2 separate regions of the Gossypium hirsutum genome follow, and region 2 is linked to region 1. A link is a contact called in public Hi-C data. All regions are on one chromosome and are shown on one strand. Each heading gives the region's core, a stretch centred on a gene start, on an enhancer-like site or on the middle of the called end of the contact. The rest is flanking DNA. Distances are from core to core; before and after follow the strand shown.

The links. A called contact is a pair of places that touch in the nucleus more often than the background predicts.
Region 2: a Hi-C map of leaf shows a contact between it and region 1, with 2.8 times the contacts expected there. The contact joins the promoter of LOC121222528 here to the promoter of LOC107915823 in region 1. A contact is called at or near these places in 2 of 34 Hi-C or Micro-C datasets (callus and leaf).

What each region holds. Positions count from the first base shown.
Region 1 is chrD10:60,786,211-60,792,746 of Gossypium_hirsutum_v2.1, forward strand. It overlaps LOC107915823 (probable protein S-acyltransferase 15), which reads left to right and starts at 3,983. Exons shown (of 7, transcript XM_016845025.2): 1 at 3,983-4,340; 2 at 5,033-5,125; 3 at 5,222-5,323; 4 at 5,408-5,479. The coding sequence starts at 4,065.
Region 2 is chrD10:61,039,641-61,046,176 of Gossypium_hirsutum_v2.1, forward strand. It overlaps LOC121222528 (GATA transcription factor 8), which reads left to right and starts at 4,229. Exons shown (of 4, transcript XM_041103512.1): 1 at 4,229-4,371; 2 at 4,833-4,914; 3 at 5,318-5,600; 4 at 5,933-6,536. The coding sequence starts at 5,361.

The sequences.
Region 1 (6,536 bases), core at 2,733-5,232:
TATCACACATAAATATGAAAATTTCATTTTTCCAAAGATTTTTCAAATAGATTATTTAAAAAAAAGAGTCAAATATACCAATCCTAAAATAATATCCAATACTCTCCCAAATAAAATTAATAGTTCTTCACTCTTTCTAGCCAAATAATTATTTTACTTGATACAGGTGATATATCTTGTCTTCACCTACCCTAGGCAAAAGCATTATTGCAGTAGGCACTACATATATATACACATTTTTAAAAAGAATATATATTTCATGACCATCTATTTATTTTAATGCATGACAGCCTTCTTTTTATACATTGAGTACTATGCTTGCTTCTTAATTTCTTCACGCTCTCCTCGACCCTTCAAGCCATATGCTATTTGTACATCAAATTTAAGAAACACTGAATCAGACAAATTCATGGTCCCCTGCTCACACATTTCCTTTGATTAGGTAGCTCTACAATAACTCATTCGATTGATTTATATAGTGAATTTTATGATTCTTCTTTTAATCTTGGATTAAAACAAATTAAGTAATATGGTTGGGCCATGAACATGTATAGTTCGGCAGCAATGGTCCCCCATGGGAGGCATGATGATAACAAAGAGTTAAGGCTTTGAGAAAAAAAATACAGTAGGAAATTGAAAGGAGATGATGATGAGAATTTAGTCATCATTATAATCCATTTACATTGTACGTTCTGATTTTAGACCACACAAATTTAAGTGACGGACGGACAGCTAGATTTGTGGGACTTATGACAAACATTAAGGTTTCATTTACTATACATACATATATATGACATACATTAAGGTTTTATTTACTCATATATGAAACAACTCAAAGTTAGGATATAAATGAGGCACTTATATTTATAAATTACTCAAGTTTGATTAAAAAAACTCGAACTCGAATTGATAATTATTGAGTTAAACTCGAGCTCGAGTTATTGATAGAGTTGAATTTGAACACCATAGTACTTGATTCAAATAGTCCTCAAGCCTAACGAGCTTTTCACTTTAATATATTTTAATAGACTTAATGGTATAAAACGCCTTGAAGAATTTCAAAAAATAAAAATCAACATTGATCATTAGGAACTAGATGCAATGCTGGTGTGGCTATTAATAGATGTCATGTCAACCAACAAATATTGACATTGTGATCCATGTCAACACTAGATGCAAACGTGGCATTGCCACATCAGCAAAATAAAAAATTTCAAAAAAAGATTAATTTTTTTAAAAAAAAATCTAAAAAGAACTTAGATGACTGATTGTCCAGGTTCATTTGATTTTGGACACGGTGTCCATATTCATTTTAAAATTATAAAAAAAAAAAACCAAATTTTTTTATAAAAAGCATGAAAAGTTAATTCAAAACATAAAATTTATAAAAACGTAAAAAAGTTATAAATTAATTAAGATGGTAAAAACTCATAAAATTTATTGAAAATATAACAATTATAAAAAATCATAAATTATATTGCATCTTTTCATATAAATTTGGTATTTCAGACCAATTATTTTTTCATTTAAATATATTCAAATTTAAGATAGAACATTTTCAATTGAAATATAAGAATGTGGAATATAAGTATAAATTAATGGCATGTAAGAACACGTACGTATATAAGAAGTTAAACAAAATTTAAAACATTGAATACTTTTAAATTGAAATAAATGGATTTTTTTTTGAAAAATATTATGGTTTGATTGTAAATTTAATGAGCTTTTTATAATTTTTTTATGTTTTCTTATAGTTTTTAATGATTTTAGAATTATTATAATTTTAATAATTTTTTTAATTTTTTATTTTAGAATGAATCTTGATAAATGGGTGTTCTGATTCAAATGAAAATGAATAATTATTTATCTAGGTTCATTTGGATTTATATTTATATTTTTAAAAATATATGTTTTTTATTTCAGCAACCAGTATTGATCTGACGCCTATTAGCGACCACGTCAATGTTGTTATTAATTTCTAACAATCAACATTAATCAAAGGGTCTTACTGGTCAAAATTGTAACTTAGGAGTTTAATTGGGTGCAAAAAGTTGGGAGAGGCTTAATTGATTTTTATTTTTTTTTTGAAATTCTTTGAGGACCTTTTATAACATTAAGCTATTTTTATACTGTAAAATACAATTTTACCCCTATTATATAAAAGGATGTTAATTACGAACAAACTCGAGCTTGAATATGAACAAGCTTAATCAAGCTCGAGTTCGAACTTGAGTACAAAAATTAATAAATGATCTTAATTGAGCTCAAACTCAAGTAATTCGATTATGTCTCGACCCCAACTCGTGCTTAAGAATTGATGTTCGAGTTGAGCTGTTGTTATCAGATTCAAGCCTTAGATGCATTAAATAAGTCTGCACCTTCTATAGAATCAAAATAGTATTGTAGCTTTGGTATGAAGGGTAACAATCTGAAAGGAAATGTTGTTGTAGCTAATAAGCTAAGTGAAAATTTAAGAAACAAGTGAAGGAGAAGTGAGAAGGATAGTGGCAAAGACTCATTATATATCATACATAAGGTGGAGAATATAGGGAACAGAGGAGAATGAGAGTCAGAAAGCACAAATGCCTCCATTCCCACCCCTTGAAGTTGATTCCAGCACTCCAGCTCAAGTCTTGAAACTCATGATCCTTCTGCTAATGCTGATGCTTCCAGTTCTAATAACGCTAATGGGTTCAAGCCTCCCAAGTCGCCATGATTGTTTTAAGTTGGAACGTAAGATTCTGGTTGACTCTAATGTCGTATCAGTGTCACCAATTCACTAAGAAATACGAGATTACTGTTTACTTTTTAATGGAGACTATAAACAAGGTAACCTTTTTTGTAATGCTTTAGCTTTGAAATGGGGTTTTGATTATGTCGATGGGACTTATAGTATAGGTCTTAGTGGTAGCACTTATGTAATAAAAAATGCATTTTCATTCTTTTTGTCTTCATATTTTTATATCATTTAAATAAAACAATCGAAAATTATAAATCTAATGATCGAACAAGTATTTGATGATATTAATTACAAATTCGTTATTATTCTACTTACATTCATTATTGAATTAAAAAAAATAGTTTTAACATAAAATATTTTCTTTTACCAACATGGTGAGCATGACAAAATCTAGTATTATTTAAAGAAATAAGATTTACTTATTATATCAAACCTTAAATTGGAGGGAAAATGTATTTAAGTGTGTTCGAACTAGGTCTGATAATGGGTCAGGTCATTTGCCTAAGCTCGAAGGCCTGCCAGAAAAATAAGAGGATTTGGGCAAAAATATAGGTTCAAAAAATGGGTTTGGATAAAAAATAAGGCACCTGATCTCAGGTAGGATTTTTATGCCCAGACCCGGCCCGAATTAGCTATTTTGTTGTCATTTCGCTATTATATTGCTACTATTTTTTTTGTTATTGTTTGAATATTGTATAACTCTTGTTTTATTGTTAATTTTGCTACTAGTTTAGAGGCATTTGCTTGTTAAGTTGCAATTATCTTAGTGTTATTTAAGTATAAATATTTTTAATGTATTTTCAATTTGATTTATTTTAATATTTTTAGTGTTCTTGATGTGTTATATTTTTTAAATTTTTATATAAAAATTAATCTAAAAAATTTAATTTGGGCGGGTTGAGTCAAGCTCAAGTTTAATTTTTTAATTCGGATCGAGTTTTGACAGAATTTTGAGTCCATTTTTTGAGTTGAACCTAAAAACGAACTTAAAATTTTGCATCAGCTCAACCTGAATCCAGTCTGACCTGACCCATGATCAAGCCTAGTTCGAACTCATATCCTCCTATTCCTGCTGCAATAGCAACAAAGTGAGTGGATGTGAAAATGAAATTGGCCCAAAATGAAATTTGAAAAGAGGAAAAAAAACATTGTTGGATTATAAATTGGCCCAAAAATCTGAGCCCAAACCACAAAATAATCTAAAATGTTTTAGATCATGAAACCCCAAAAATTATATACGAAATTAATGTTCTCCATCAACGGGTACCAAAACCTTTAATGCCTGAGCTCTGTTATTCTCAAACAACGATTCTCCCCCAAAAAAATGAAATTGAAAAATTTCCTCTCGCTTCCAATTTTTTCAGTGTTTTTCGTGATGGGTTTTGTTTATTATATCACAGTTTTCATTTTAATTGAAGATTGGGTTGGTTTGCAGACCTCAGCTGGGTCTTTAAATTCCATGATCTTCACCACCTTGGTTTGTCTTTGTGTCTTGTCTTTCCTCGTTGGTGTCCTTACTGACCCAGGCCGTGTTCCTTCTTCTTATATCCCTGATGTTGAAGATACTTCTTTTGCCTCAGATCAAGAACCCAAGAAAAATGTAAGATTTCCCCCCTTTTTAAAATTTTGTATTGAATCAAATAGTTTCAGAGAAAGTTTTGAATTTTTGGCTTAATTAGGTTTTGATGATATTTGGGTTTTCCTTATTGACTAGGAAGATTAGGGAATGGATGTGAAATTTTGGGTCTTAATGGTAGATCTTGGCTTTTATTTCCAGTTTCTTGAAATTTTGGGAAATTGGGATTTTTTTTTTAAATATACTCATTTACGTTTTTTATTGGATCTAATATTGACCCTTAAATTTTCCGTAACATGTAATTTGCCTATGGTTTCCTGGAAATTAATAAGAGAAGATTACGTTTGTAGCAAGAGAATTTTGTAGTTGATAATTTGTTGATGCAAAGATTGTTAGCCCATATCCATTATAAGGTATTGTCCGGTTTAGAGGTCTAAAGATTGTCCTTTGAGAAAAAGAGCCTCAATAGGAAAAGGTGACTCGCATTATATCAATGGAGGATCATTATGTACCCTTTAACTTCAGTGATGGATAATTTAGGTTTTAGAATAAAAATACTGTGACGTAATGTTCGTTTTAGAGGTCTAAAGACCGTTTTTTGAGAAAAAGAGCCTCCACAGGGTAAGTGTAACTTGCTTTATATCGATGGAGGACTGTTTTACCGCTTGGGAAACAAACTTCATTATGTAATCTGACTTCAGTAATGGATGATTTAGGTTCTACAATCAAAATACTGTGACAAATGTGCTGCATATAAACCCCCAAGGACACATCACTGCCGGGTTTGCAAAAGATGCATACTAAGGATGGTAGGACATTATCTTTAACCAATTCTTGTACGAGTAAAAAATTTTCTTTGACCTTGAAACTTCTGGTAATGGTTTCAAATGCTAAATTGAGTGTAGGATCATCATTGCCTGTGGATAAATAATTGTGTTGGTTATTGGAACTATAAAGCTTTCTTCAATCTTATACTTTATGCAACCATTGGTAGCATCCACTCCTCAGTATGTATCATTTGCTCCTTGTCTTGTTTTTTAAAACCCATTTGATGTTGCCCTGAGTTGTAATATAAAACCTGTCATTGTTAGGTAATTGTAATAAGCTGTTTCCGTCAGAAGGACTGGAATTACAGTGGGACAACTCCCCTCAAAATTTTTTATGTAAGTTGTAGTTAATAGTATGTAGTTATATATGTGTATCTGCAATTTATTGTTGTTACAATTAATATCGTTTATCAAGTGTATAAGTTCTCGCAAGTGCCTGTCCTGTTTCTAAATTTATTTGTCAAGTATGCGGGGAGAATCATGTCTGCTGTAATCTTTTTCCAGCTAGTAGAAAGATCATGTATTTTTGCAGCTGAGTATGAAGCAAATCTATGTTACTCAGTCTTGGGAGTGAGTTTCGAGTAGGAGTATGTGCCCTACGTGGATATACTCTGTTTTTTTTTTTATGTTTTTCCGTATATTTGGAGAATCATACCCCTATATTTGTGGCCAAACGTATGTAGGATACACCTTCAAAAAATATATATGTGGGATACAGGTGTTGTACTTGAGTACTTTAGGGAAAACGAAGAGTCAAGGCAACATAGAAGTAAATACAAAATCTAGATGGTTACAGCTTTTTACCCATTGTCTTTTAGATCTTGTGCAAATTCCGGTTAGATATCTCCGAACTGTGTTGATCCCGTACTCTTTTAAGTTTTACCCTCAGTCCACCCATATCCTCTTATTTCAAATATAAACGCTGGCTTACTTTTTAATTTTACTTGCATCAGTTTTCTTATGAATCTGTGCAGATTTCTCTTCTTTATAGTAGGGAACATGTTAAAGTATCATACTAGAAGCATAAATTTTTACTTTTTAGGTTACGCTTGATTTTCTGATCCCAAACATGGAAGAATAAAAACAACCCTAATCTGGCCCCAGCCTTTGACAAGCTGAGTTGCAAGGTCCCAAAATAAAAAGAGCTAACTGGCCTTTCTTATTTGGATGCATTCTATTCCAGACTTGAAATTTGAGTTTGAATATAGTGAACTGAATTAAAACTTGATTCCCGTGTATGACATCCATGTTTGAAGCTTATATAGGCATAGGTATATGGGGATATGAGCCTCCAAATGTATGACATGCCTATGTTGGACACATCCTGTACTCAAGCCTCACATGAATTCGAGTAATGCAACTTTTAGACTCACACTCTCCCTCCCCCAACCAG
Region 2 (6,536 bases), core at 2,979-5,478, 250 kb after region 1:
CTAATTCAATTGTAAAATTATGAAAAATTCATTTTATAAGGTAACGACTTTAGGGTATTTATGTATTCTTTTTATATTTTGATAAATTACAAATGACAAGAATCATGATGTTTGAATCCAAAATATAATTTTGATTATCTCAATTCATTTATTTCAACCAAAATTTCATTTAATTTTTATATAATTTTTTTCAACCACATGTAACATAATTTAGTATATCTAATTTAAGATATAAAACCTTTCCTTTTCAATCAAATGAGATACCCATCAAACTATAGAATTATATTGTTTCATTGGCATTTACATTTGAGGATGAAACCCATTGTTTGATTGTGGCAACAAATCCAAATTTTTATAGTGCATAGAGCCTAACCTCTCCTACTAATTTAAATGGATTTTCAACCCTAATTTTGCTTTTTCCAAAGAAGGGGGGAAGTCTTTTACAAGAAAGTGATCCAAAGAGTGCAACCCAAGTTATATATTTAAAAAAATATATAAAAAAAGTCGAGTTCTTTCTAAAAATATTATAGCAAAATTTTCAGTGGAAATAAAAAAAGGAGTGAGTATTTTAGAAGGAATTGATGCAAAGAGTAGAAATGAAGTTAGTTAAAAGAGTGAAAGGAGATATGGAGTGAGTGAGGTTCATCATTTCTTCTACACCCTAATACCCCTCCAACCATGTTTTTGCACTCTCTTTTTATTAACCTTTTAATAATATCTAATTAAAAAAATCAAACCTTTTTTCTTTTTCTTTTTTTGGCCCAAAAAATATTTTTAAAATATGTTTAATCCTAAATTTAGTATCCTTTATTTGATGGTAATGCCACTTTCCAATTTTGAACAAACTGTGGTTCCCATCCATAGAGTGGGGGAATCATGGGACGAAACAATAAATAAATTAATTTACATTAGGTGTTGTAGGGTAACATTGAAAAAGAAAGAAAGAAAAGGAAATATTTCACATTTTCCAATATTACACGTAATTATACTTTGAAAAAAGGTTTAATTTTAAATTTAGCCCTTTACATTTCATCTTTTATCAGTTTGACCCTCAATCTTTTAAAAATAGTTAATTTTGACCGTTAACCTTTTAAAAAAGAGTCGCAATGATTTTTTTAATGAGAATACTAACTAAAATATTAAATTTTTAAACATGACAACCTGCATGACAATTCACGTTTCGCGCCAAAAAAGAAAAAAGGGTCAAATTCTTAGTAATATTTATAGAGAAAAAGTTGAAGTTGAAGTAAAATAAATGTAGTAAAAGAATAGAAAAAGGGAAAAGGGAAAAGTGAAATTAATTTGTAAGAATGCCCCGAATTCTATTAAATTTTTTTCCTTCTTTCTTCCTCTACTAAAAAGAGAGTTAGTGGAAGGGGACCCAAAATCATTGTTCAAAATTCATAACTTTATAAATACATTAAATTATACAGTCAAGATTTTACAAGGTGCCTTGATGAATGTATTCAATTAGAGACCTCTAATTAATTTGTCACCATTGATGTTTTTTTTAAATAAATAAATATTTTTCATGTTTGTTTGATGAATTATAAAAAATTAATTTTTTTAAGTTTGTGATTTTCCCTTTTAATTATGTTATTTTTAAAATTCGAATTTAAATCAATATTTTGGAATTATTTTAAAAGATATAATTTGAAAATTAAAAAAAATTAACTGAAAAAATTAATTAAAATTAACAATGAAATCTACTTTTATCAATTACATCACAAATAAAGTAGTAAAAAAATTGTGCTTATATTCTCAATTAACACTAATTCCAAATTCGATTATTGAAAGAAAAAGAAAACACAAACAAAAACTAAAATATTTGAGTTTTTCCATGTCATGAATGAAACTTTTTTTCCCCACTTTTTATTAAATTTTTATCGAAATTTAAACACCTTACAATATTGGGAGGCATTTATGATAATAATAATTTGTTCCATCCCACTTCAAGATTTCGTGGTCAATATCGAATACCAAAAGAAAATGTGGGATATATATAAATTAAAAGTAAAAATGTGTCTCTATTATTATAAAATAAAAGTAAATATGCATCTCGAAAATAAAAAATAAATAACTTCATGATTGGTCTAATTTTATGGAACCAAATGTGCATAAGGATATTTATTATTTTAAGTGTGGTCTGAGTTCAAGTCACGTTAATTGCGTTACTGTTAGGGTTTTGCTCTTTTCTTATAACTCACTAAAAAAAAGTTAAAAAATCATGACTAATTCAACTCTTTATTATTTGATCTTTATAAAAATAAATTTGTTGCAATCTATGCAATCACTTCAATCAATTTTTATTTATTGTAATTGATTTATCAGCACACATGAAGCTAATTACTTATTGGAAGACAATATTAAATTGTTCATAAAAAAATTAATTAGTATCAAATAACTTTAATGCAACATCATTTATTATTATACTTTATACAAGTGAAAATAAAAAGAAGCTTCTATTTTGAGAATAATTAGATTTTTTTAAAAAAAATTTAAATGCAATACTACTTTCAAAAACCACCAGGTAAAAGAACAAAAATTAGAAATACAATGCAAGATTATATTTTGCAAAGAAAAGGGTTTAAGTTCAATAATTTTAATTTGCCAATTGCTAACTATTAAAATTATTAGAACAAATTCTCCTAAAATCCAGAAGAAGAAAAAACCCCTTTTAACTTAAAAGTCTTGAGAGATTTTAGACACTTTTAAGAAAAATTTGCAAAGTGTCGCTCCCTTGAAGTCGAAGGACCCTTTAGCAAAATCGTTATTGTCCTCCAATAGGGAATTGTTTCTCAACTCTATTAAGATCTTATTCGGTTTTATAGAGTGATTTTATCAAGAATTTAAGAGCCTAAAGATGCATCTGGCTCATAAGTGGAAGCATCTTGTTTGATGCCTGAACAAACGAGCCATGCACAATTCTATATGGTTGAACTCAAACCCATGCACTATAACTAGCTCAAACAACATTATTCTCACCCATTAATGCCTTATAAGCTACATGGCATGAGTACACAATGGTGGGCACGGTTTGCCTATTCAAACACTTAGTGAGGCATTTTTTATTTTGTGAATTCGCTGCTTCTTCAAGCTCTCGACAAAGTTATTTTGTGAAGTTGCTCGAGTTCTCAATAGAGTCAATAAACAAAATTTGCACAGGAAATAATAGTAGACTAGTTGAAATTCTACCAAATTCAAACGAACGACACTTCACAAACCTCTCCGAAAGAAGTAGCAAATCCATAAAAAACAATTATTTTAGCAAAAATAAAAAGAATTAGATATCCAATTAATTTACTTAGTTTTAAAAAATCTTGGGCATAGATAAAAACCGCGTTAGGTTAATTGACAAAAGAGAAAATAAAAGTTGTATTTTTGTGGGAAATAGGTGGCAAATCTAATCCACACGGGAATTTTAAACCCCAAGTAAAACAAACCCCACGCGCAGTTTTCTATTTCCAGTCAAAAGTCCCAATGAAAATTTGCCACGTAAGGAAAATTAGGTGTACTTCCATTCACGTCTTATTTACACGCGTTACTTGTTTCTTTCTTTTGACTTTGTTTTTCTCATGTTTTTTTAACTTAGGGTAGATAAAAAATTAAGGTAAATTAAGTTGGTCGTTTATTCACATGTAATAATAATGGTAATAAAGTCCGAAATTTACTTCACAGTTTACTATAATTAAATTTAATGACTAAATACCGATGGAATCTTAATTTGATTAGTATGAGTATTATTATTAATATAAGAGGATGTGAGTTCAAGCAAGTTGAAGCACATTCTTCTTCTATTCATGGGTTGGGTTGAGAAGTTTTTACTAAAAATTTACTAAATACTATCCTATTATAAAAAAATATAATTAACTATTTTTCTTAAATTCATGAAATATAAATATTTTAGGTAAACTTATGATTCTTAAATTCACTCATGAAACTAAAAAACAAAACCTTTCTTATGATTGTACTAACAAAACGAACTCATAATGAAATTTGTAAATAGTGCTCTAATAAAGTTCACGTTTTTGCCTCCAATTTATTCAAACAATTTTTTTAAAAAAATTTGTAAAAAACCCCAAAATTTGATTTTTTTTTTCTTGATATCTTTTATTTTTAATTGAAAACCTTGGGTGGAAAAAAAATTGAAAATCTAGAAAAAAAGAAAGAAAAAGGGATGGGACCCAAAAGGAGTAATAAAAAGAGAGAGAAGCCTTGAAGATGAAGACAGAAAGAAGAGTAAAAGACAGCTAGCAATGAAGGAAAGGATGCTGAGTGCTGACCTACCATAAATCCCCCCTTCCCTCTCCTTTTTATCCTTTGTTTCCCTTTCTCTCTCCCCTTCAATTTTCCTCTCTTTCTTCTTCAAAGGTATTATTCTCTCCTCATTGCCTCTGCTCACACTATTACTCATTTACATGACTGATTTTGGACAAATATGAAGTTGGGTTTTTGGAACTTGTTTCATTGGAGTTGAAAGTTTTGATCTTTTTGAACATTGGGTTTCTCAATGAGTTCTTGTTTTGGTGGGAAATTGGGAATTTTTGAATTCTTTTTAGCTCCAAGTTTAACATTTTCAGTGAGTTTTGTTGGTTTTTAAAATTGGGTTTGTTGTCATTGGAAATTTTAGTGTCGGCAGGGAGTATGGTGTTCAATTATGGGTTCAAAAATCATTTCTTTTTCCATGAATGATACCCTGTTTGGTAGCTGAGAAAACAGAGGAATTGAAACTGAAATTTTGAGAACTGGTTTTCATTAGCTCAAAAAAGTTTGCTTCAGCTAGCATTGTAGTCTTTTATGCACTAACAATTTCACCTTTTTTTTGGTTGCAGGTATCTCGAACAATTCTCTTCATTTTCCTGGAAAATTATCTCCTGTTTCCCCAGAAAAGTTTTGCTCACTTAGTAACGAAAGGTTTGCTTCATAATCCCTCCATTTTTTTGTTCACTTTTGAAAATAGAATTTTAAAAATCAATAATCCTCCCACCTTAAAAAAAACAAATTTTAGCTAGCATTGGACCACCTTGCACTAACTTAGAAAATTTTAATTTTTACTTCACCATCCATTTGAGCAAATAAAATAAAAAATTTTGGAACATAAAAACAAATTTGTATTACAAAAAAAAATCTCAAATACTTCCAAATTTCAATTCAAAATTGCTCAAATTTGAAATTTCAATTTTCAAAAAAATTCTTATGCTAACATGCGCCACACGGCTCAATCATTTTAGCAGTGACCGCTTTTCAATAAAGAGAGACATTCACATGCAAAATTAACATTATGACTAATAAATCTTACATTTTCTTTTCTTTACAGGTTTATAAATTTCTTAGAGAGAAATTATTAACATAAAGAAACCATGATTGGACCAACCAACTTCATCGACGAGATAGATTGCGGCAGCTTCTTCGACCACATAGACGACCTCCTCGACTTCCCTAACGAGGATGTCGAAGCTGGTTTCTCCGCCGCTGATTCCGCCGTCAACGCCGCCGCTTTTCCCAGCATTTGGACTGCTCACCCCGAGTCATTCCCGGGTTCTGACTCAGTTTTTTCCAACAACAGCGCTTCCGACCTCTCCGCCGAACTCTCTGTTCCGGTTAGTGTCTTAAAGTTCTTTTTGTATCATAATTATGACGTCATAAATATCACCCATGATTAAAGTTTAGGTTTTTTTGGGAAAAAAATATTAGTTTTATGATATCTGATTGTCGGCTACATTGGTCGAAAAAAAGTGGAAAACAGCCAAGAGTATCGCATTATTTGAAGGCATAATTATTGCTTCGGTTATGTAAGTCACATGATTTGTCATGTGATTAGTTATGCATGCCTTTGTTGGAAAATATAATGTTTATGTGTTGTGGGGTCCACTTACACATACTTTTTTTGACAAATATTTTTATTGTAATTAATTTTCGATTGATTTTGCAGTATGAAGACATTGTTCAATTGGAATGGTTGTCAAACTTTGTTGAAGATTCAAATTGTGGAGCAAGTTTGACAATTAAGAAACAAGAGCCTAATTCAAACAATAAGGACTCACCATCCCATCATGATCATGATCACCATCAATTCCAGACATCCAGTCCGGTTTCGGTCCTCGAAAGCAGCAGCTCTTACTCCGGGGAGAAACCGGTTGCCGCCCCTGGGAAGTGCGGACGTGCGCGTAGCAAACGTCCCCGTCCCGCCACTTTCAACCCTCGTCCAGCGATTCACCTTATCTCCCCGTCTTCGTCCGTCAATGACAACGACGTTCCTCAGTCGTTGTTTGTTCCCAAGGTGCCATCCGACTCCGAGAACCACGCTGAGTCTCGGCTTCTGATCAAGTTGCCACGACAAGTTAACCCGGAACACAAGAAGAAAAAGAAGATCAAGTTGACACTCCCAGCAGCAGCACCACCACCTACTGATAACAACACTACTCAAAATCCATCTGTTAGGAAATGCATGCATTGTGAGATAACAAAGACACCTCAATGGAGGGCAGGGCCAATGGGACCGAAAACCCTTTGCAATGCATGCGGAGTGCGGTATA